Regions from separate parts of the Sus scrofa genome. Here region 2 is linked to region 1. The links are chromatin contacts, called in public HiChIP or PLAC-seq maps. All regions are on one chromosome and are shown on one strand. The core of a region is the stretch at or near the end of the contact, and the rest is flanking DNA. Distances in the headings are between cores, read along the strand shown.

Region 1 (4,187 bases), core at 1,586-4,085:
TGAACCACAGTCCTTCACCCCATCCTCCCAGCCCAAGAAGCACCTAGGAGCGGGTGGTTGGGCCCTCAGTCCACTCTCATGCCTATAGCCAAGTCCACCGAGGATGAAGTGGGTGCGTGAGGATAATGCAAGCCCCTGCTTCCTCATGAAGAGCATGGGGGACCCTTGGACATCACAGTCAGTTACACTTGAAATCCGATCCTATCTGGCCCAATGCCAAGGCTTCTCGAGGTTTATATTTATGAGGAGCCAGAAAAGGCCGAGCTTCGCTCAGAGTCCTTGGCATGAGACAAAGGTACAAGAGGATCCCTGCCCAGAGTGAAGTGCACAGCTGTAAACTAGGTCACTGAAAGCAGAGACGGCAGTAGTCACGTAAGGCCATCCAGAATGTCACTTATAACTGCTCCGGTAACACAAGGGAGAATGTGGACATTTTGTTTCTCTCAGCTTAAACTGCCCATTTCAAAAAACATCCTTTACTGGAGTTCCTGTTGTGGCACAGCAGAGACAAATCCAGACTAGGAACCATGAGGTTGTGGGTTCGATCCCTGGCCTCACTCAGTGGGTTAAGGATCCGGTGTTGCCATGAGCCGTGGTGTAGGTCACAGATGCGGCTCAAATCTGGCATTGCTGTGGCTGTGGTATAGGTTGGTGGCTACAGCTCTGATTTGACCCCTAGCCTGGGAACCTCCATATGCCATGGGTGCAGACCTTAAAAAAAAAAAAAAAATCCTTTACCAAGACTCTAGTAAAATATGAAGAGCATGGGGAGGTCACTGTATACCTGAATCATGATCCAGGTTAGCATATTTAACCAAATTATCACCACAGTTGTTTTAAGCAAGTATAAAAATAGGCAGTCTCTCAGCTTCTGGGCTCTGTATGGAAAGAAAGCAAAGTGAGGCAATCAGTTTCTGCTTGTTGTACAATTTTGAAAATCTCCTTTCCATTCTGAAACAGAGACCTATCTGTAATCCTCTTAATTAGGGAAGTATCATTCAAGCAAAATATTAACTGAAGGAGTTTCCATTGTGGCTCAGCAGTAATGAACCCGACTGGTATACATAAGGATGTGGGTTCGATACTTGGCCTCACTCAGTGAATTAAGGATCCTGCGTTGCTGTGGCTGTGTTGTAGGCCGGCAGCTGTAGCTCCGATTTGACCCCTAGCCTGGGAACCTCCATATGCTGCAGCTGTGGCCTTTAAAAAAATAAATAACTGAAACATGCAGCTAGTAATAGCTTCTTTGGTGGACTTATAAGTTTAGAAATTAGGTCAAAAACTTTTTTTTTTCTTTTGGCCACCCTGCAGCACATGGAGTTCCTGGGCCAGGGATCAGATCTGAGGAGCAGTCACAACCTACGCCTCAGCTGCGGCAACACTGGATCCTTAACCCACTGTGCTGGGGATTGAACCTGCATCCAGTGCTCCCAAGACTCCGCTGATCCCCTTGTGCCACAGTGAGAACTCCATAAACCTCTGTTTTTTTTGTTTTTTGTTTTTTGTTTTTTTTATAGGGCCGCATCTGTGGCATATGGAGGTTCCCAGGCCAGGGGTCAAGTAGGAGTTACAGCTGCCGGCCGACATCACAGCCACAGCAATGCAGGATCCTAGACGAGTCTGCAACTTACACCACAGCTCACAACAACATCAGATCCTTAACCCACTGAGGGAGGCCAGGGATCGAACCCGACACCTCGGATCTGTTTCTGCTGCACCACGACAGCAATTCCATAAACTTCTCTTAAGAAGCTGAAGGGCTAAAAATGTTAGATGTTGCCCAAGATATTAGATGGCAATTCTAAAATATCCATGTGATATGAAAATACTATTCACATTTTAGGAACCCAATATACTATCAGATACATTTTGCAGCATTCACAATGTAAAATCTAGAAACATATATAAATACATATCTATAAATATAAATATATATATAATTTATATATATATATATAATTTATAGGTATATAGAATTTTTTTTGACCACCCTATGGCAATATGGAGTTTGGGTCAGGGATCAGATCTGCGCCGCACCACAGCTCTGGCAATGCTGGTTCATAACCCTCCTGTGCTCGGGAGGGGTTGGAACCTGTGTCCTAGGGCTCCAGATACACCAACAATCCCACTGAGCCACAGTGGGAACTCCTAGAAATATTCTTGGCTAATTTCTATATAGACACCAAACTCATGAAATGAGACATGAATCTTACATTAAACCAGTGTAAGTATTTATTCATATCAACATTTTACTCAAACAAGCTTTTATATTGTACAAAGTCATGTAAACAGTGAGTAGGTTTAAATCCAGATGTAATAAATGTGCAAGATCATCACCCCTACTCCATTAAGCCCCCCAAATCAAAACCCATCTAGAAGGGCAACCTCCAAAAGGTCCAGTTTGGTTTCATTTGGGGCAGGATTTCAAACAGTATTGATCACCCTCTTTAACGGACCAAGCAACAGCGGAGGTAACAGGAAATAGGAAAGTGCTTCCTCTCCATTTTTCCTTCAGAGAAAGTGCAGACAATTTCATGCATCTATAAAAGGAGCATGACGTAGTAACCAAGCTATAAAATAGCCTTTAAAACCCACTATTATCATCAGAAGTTCCAGTTCTCTGCATTGATAAAAGCAGTGGTTCTCCACCTCTACTGCATGTTCCACGCTGGGGATACTTTTCAAAACATTAATACTCAGGCTCCACTTCAGACCAGTTAAATTCTAACGTAGGTGAAAATGCTGGCATTAGTAATTTTTGAACACTCCTACGCCACCGGAGCAAAGGCTTATCACTTGACCAGGGGGCAATAATACAAGCTGCAATAACATTTTTCCCTCGGGCTGTTTTTTCCCTCCTGGAGCTTATGTGGTCTGGAGGGTGTAGAAGCAAAATGTCACTTTGTCCTGCTTCGGTATGACTAAGCTCTTCTCATATCATGGTCAGGCAACACTACCCCCCACCTCACCAAGATACCAAAATTAACAGAGTCATCTCACTGGCTCCCATCTCAAAAACAATAAAACCGTGACTATTTCCCATCAGCCTGGACTCTCCAACAAAATTTTATCCCTGGTTTTTGCTATGCTGAAGTCTGAAGATGTGTCACGACCTTTGTGAATATAACGATCGTGTGGAAGAGTTACTGCTTTTCCACTGTGAACAGACTAATGCAAACCTGGAAACCTTGGTAGGTCGTGTTTTTTTCCCCTTAAACACTTGTGTTTTGACTTGCTAAGCCAGTTCTTTTGCTCTTGCGTTTTTCCTTTCCTAAATGCATGTCTCTGTAAAGTCACAGAAAGAGAGTGGACTTAGAACTGGGTAATCCCCTAAGGGCAGAAAGTTCTCTGCAAGTGATAAGAAAAGGGCTGAGGAATGAGCACCTGCTCAATTAACCCACAGGTGTTTGAAGGAGTAACCCAAAACCCAGTTCAACCATAATGTGTCCTTTGGTGGTTGGTGGTACATTCCTCTGCTGTCGCCTTTTTCAGCAGGTTTTCACTCTATTGGACTCAACTGCACTGTGCTATATAATTTTCATAAAATTGTAAATCAAAAATGACTCCAAAGATTGCATGTAAAGGTCCTGGAGATGAACAGACACAAATATACACCAAGGAAACAAGAGCTTGGCTACTATACTGATTTTTCTGGAGCTGGGTTTAACCTGTTAACAGTAAGCTTTGCTAATGCTTCAACTAACAGAAAGGCTGTCAGAGTAAATCTTAGTTGAAATAGGGAAACATAAGCTTGATGAAGGCCAGGACCTCACCTGTCTTGTCCTCTTATAGTTTTGGAGCTGATTATTGAACCTGATAAATGCTCAGTAGATATGTTAAATGACTGAAATGTTTAGACTTGGAAGTCTTTCTGATTCAGAGAGATCAGAGCTGTAATAATATCTCTTGCAAAGTGGGAATCCTCTTGTACCTTATGCAAGCAGAAATGCTACTCTATTAGGAAAGAGCTTTTTTCCTTGATGAAAATTAAACACATCACTACTAACTTTGTCTAATAAGCCCTTCAAAAAAAATCTGCAATTTGGTGTGATTTTTCTATATAAATATATAGTGTTTGTTTGTTTGTTTCCGGTCTTTTTAGGGCCACACTCACAGCATATGGAGGTTTCCAGGCTAGGGGTTGAAATGGAGCTACAGCTGCTGGCCTAAATCAGAACTACAGCAAC
Region 2 (3,889 bases), core at 318-2,817, 160 kb before region 1:
ATGTTACATTTTAGGTCAGAAGACATGTCTTCATCTACATGGCATCTTTCCTTACCTCTATGTGCCATATGATGGTTATGGACAGCAGCCAGAAAGCTATCTTTCTCAGATGGCATTCAGTATCGACAGAGCACTTAATGTGGCTTTAGGCAAACCATCTTCCACTGCTCAGCACGTGTTCAAAGTGTCATTAGTATCAGGAATGTAAGTATATAATAACATCTTTTAAAATTCTGTGTTATCTGTATTTATGCTGCTCTCCTAGTTAAGAGAAAACATAACCAAATATACTTTGTTCATTTTTCTTTTACTTCTAATCTAAGGGCACTGGGGTGAATTTCTTACTATTTAAAAATTTTTTTGCAACAAAAGATAGATGGGTAACAGGGATTTTGGTTTTAACTTTTTCCACTTCTCTGCTTCTTAGAACTGTAGAAATTCATGTAATTCATTGGTCAGATATTTATTGAGAACCTTTTATGTGCCAGGCACTATTCTAGGTTCTTGGGATTGGTGAACAAAACTAAGATCCCTGTCCCCATGGAGGTTATAACATGAGATAATTTTATTTATTTATTGTGATAAATAAGTGCCGTAGAACAAAATATATAAAACAGGATAAGAAGGATCTGTAGCATGGGGTGGGGAAGTGGAGTGGTGGCAGTTTGTCATTGACAAGGTAAATTTGATGTTTGAGCTAAGACTTGAAGGTGAGGAAATGGGAACAAAATGGAGGCCAGATGACTGGAATGGAGGGGAAGGAGAGTGGACAAAATGAGGTTGGAGAGAAGTGAGAGGATAGAGATCTTATTGGCCAGTGGATCACCAAAGTCAGTTTTACGTAGTTTGACAGCCATGAGAATGCACCTCTCAGATCTCCAAATAACAAGGAGCATAATTGAACAATGGCCCCAGCTACCTCACTAAAATCTATCCATCTATCATCCCATATAAGCTGAAGCTGCTTTCCATAGGCTACTCCCAGTCAGTGACTAATAAACATGGCAAAGATGCTAAGGCAGACCTGTTTCTGGGAGACATTGAGGGCTCTTGGACAGCCTTTCTGAACTTTCATTAGAATCATACTGTACTAGAAGACACTTCCACCGATCTTCTCTCTGTCCCTCTCTCCCCACTTGGATCAGACCTGTATCTAAGTCTGGTAGTTGTCCCAGCCACTCCCAGATTCCTCCTTATATTCTCTCCAAGGAGTTTCCACTAATAAATTTCTTGCACATTTTGACATTTACTTCTTGAAGGACTCAGACTTAACACACTTGAGAACTTAGTTAAATATATTCTTTCATCCCACCCCAGACCTGATGACTCTAGTGGTGGGGCCCAGAAGTTTGTGTTTTAATAAGCCTTTCTGTCGATTCTGACACATACTCAAGTTTGAAAACCACTACAGTAAGCTATTCTAAGGACTTTAGCTTTTACTCTGAACTATTGCCTGCTTTTGAGCAGCCATGATGTAACTGAAACTTGAAAGGGTCACTTGAGCAACTATGAGAAGAATAAATCATGGGAGCATAAGATTAGTAGCAGGGAGGAGTTCCTTTGTGGCATAGCTGCTTACGGATCTGGTGTCATTTCTGCAGCAGCTTGGGTCGCCTGCTATGGCTGGATCCAATCTCTAGCCTGAGAATTTCCACCTGTCACAAGTGTGGCCAAAAAAAAAAAAAAAAAAAAAAAAAATAGTACAAGAAGGGAGAACATTAAGACTCTGTTTCATTAATTTGAGTGAGAAAATAAGGTGGCTTGAATGAGGACAGTAGCAGGAAGTGGTGAGAAGTAGTCAGCTCCTAGATCTGTTCTGAGTGTAGGATCACCAAGATTGCTATCTTTACTGGATGAGGTTTTAGAGAGGAGTCAAGGATGACTCCAGAATATTTAGTCCATGCAGGTGGAGCAGGCCGGCAGGAAAGATTTGAAGTTCATACTGGAACATATGAGTTGGATATATCTTTATGAAATCCATATTGAATCTGTCTGCTTCTTCCACCTTAATCCAGTTTTTCACCTGGACCACCACTTTATCGTTTTAATTGGATTTTCTTCTGTTCATGTCTCTCTCCAGAGCTGCACAAGTACTCTTCTTAAAATGTAAATTGGGTCCTGTTTAAAGTATTTAAAATCCTTGAGTGACTTCATATTGTTTATAAAATAAAACTTAAGCTTCTAACCATAGCCTATGTGATCTAATCCCTGCCTACCTCTGTAGCTTTGTTCACTGTGTTCCATCCAAAAGCACTGGTCTTTTTTCAATTCCTCTCATGTACTGAGCTCTTTCCTACCCTTGTACGTGCAGTTTCCTTTCTTTGAGTGCTCTACCCTTCCCCAATCCTTCACATCTTTCATATCTTCAGAGAAGTTTTCTCTCATTTCTCTTCTTAAAATAGGTTTTCATTTTTATTATTATTCTGTATCTTGGCCCATTCTTTGTTTCCTTTAGTGCTTACTGCAGTTTGCAGTTATTTTAATGTTTTGTTTGTTAATTTTTATGTGCTTATCCCACCAGCATGTACATTCTATGAGTAAAAAGAACATGTTTGTCTTGTCCATAATTATATCCCTAGCACTTCGTATGACATTGGGTCACTTAGTAGACATGGTTCAGAACTATTTGGTTGAATAAATGTATGAGGTGAAACAACCATCCTATGATAACAATAATTAGGTTAAAGATAATCATTAGCTAACTTTCATATACATATTCTTATTTCAAAGTTGAATCTCCAAAACAGCCTAGTGAAATGAATAGTCACCAATCTTCTGTATTTTTGATGGGCATTTGTTAAAAGCATAGCCATATTTTTAAGAATAGTTGAGTCACAAATCTAAACACTTAGAGGTAAAAGATGAGCTGTTCAGTCTAATTTATGGCTGCCATTCTCTTTTTTTCTCCTGTTCTAATATTTTTGTTTGTTTTTTTCCTTATCTAGCTCTTCTTTTCCATTACCATGAATTCTAGCTTCTGTGATTCCTTTACTTCTTCAATATTCCCTACTTCTTTAAGGTAGACCTGGTTGCATCTAGCTACCAGGTTAAAATTTGTACAAGATTTAATTCCAGCCTTCTTAGACAGTACATTATTCTTGAAGCTGGGATAAGGAGACCCCAGCCTTAAAAAACTTGTTTCAGGGATTCCCTGCCACTTAACTACCATGATTCTAGAAACTATTCTGTAAGATTCTTAATCTAAATTAATTGAGTTTTTGCTATCTCTGCTCATTTTTTCCTCATTGTTATATTAAAAAGCTAACTGATTATCAGATACAATTTTTTAAGTATAAACACATCTACTCTCCAACTCTGTGCTCCATCTACTGTATTTCTCCCAAGAGTCTCCTTGTTGAGGAATTTTTTTTGACAAAATCAGCTAAAGCCAATATCAGAAGTGAGGATTGCAGGTTAAATTATACAGAGAAGAAGCAGAAAACTGAATTTATAGAATTTCTTGGCTAGAAGAAGCAAAAAATGAATTTATAGAATTTCCAGACTATATTTTGGGGCAATAGGTATGAAAGCAGAATCCTATATTTAAAAAGAATTTTGGAGATTTAAGAGTCTTGTATTCAGTTTTTGAAATTTATGAGATTCTAGTTGTAAAAACCTAAAGATTGTCAGCAAAACTAAAACAAAGCCAAGATAACATGGACCACACCAGTTTAGATTTAATTCTTTCTTTCCCATTTACCTAGCTAAGGGTAACCCCAGTCTTTAGTCAAGAGAGCTATATTTGTATATATGCAAAATACTGTAGCAGGAGAAATAAAGAGTTGAGTTTTGCCAGTGAGAGAGAATGAGATTATTCATGTAATGTGTCTTTCACTCCTTCCTTCATGGCAACAAAAAACAGGGTGAACAGCATCAAACTAGACAGGAA

What was found. HiChIP or PLAC-seq counts read pairs in DNA pulled down with a chosen protein or histone mark.
Region 2: an H3K27ac HiChIP or PLAC-seq map of skeletal muscle shows a contact between it and region 1. The contact joins two enhancer-like sites. A contact is called at or near these places in 2 of 47 Hi-C or Micro-C datasets (epiblast stem cells and skeletal muscle) and 1 of 2 datasets of contacts at active chromatin or transcription factors (skeletal muscle).

What each region holds. Positions count from the first base shown.
Region 1 is chr1:77,174,944-77,179,130 of Sscrofa11.1, reverse strand. MFSD4B (sodium-dependent glucose transporter 1) reads right to left here. Exons shown (of 5, transcript XM_003121369.4): 5 at 2,210-4,187. Among named protein-coding and RNA genes, the nearest start is that of MFSD4B, 18 kb to the right of the region's middle. Within about 2 kb of position 2,835, at least 9 of the 83 cell types and tissues checked have an H3K27ac peak or open chromatin away from gene starts, as enhancers often do. A contact at or near this core is called in skeletal muscle, where this site is marked.
Region 2 is chr1:77,331,044-77,334,932 of Sscrofa11.1, reverse strand. It overlaps REV3L (DNA polymerase zeta catalytic subunit), which reads left to right. Exons shown (of 33, transcript XM_021091241.1): 3 at 15-204. The coding sequence starts at 110. Among named protein-coding and RNA genes, the nearest start is that of REV3L, 68 kb to the left of the region's middle. Within about 2 kb of position 1,567, at least 5 of the 83 cell types and tissues checked have an H3K27ac peak or open chromatin away from gene starts, as enhancers often do. A contact at or near this core is called in skeletal muscle, where this site is marked.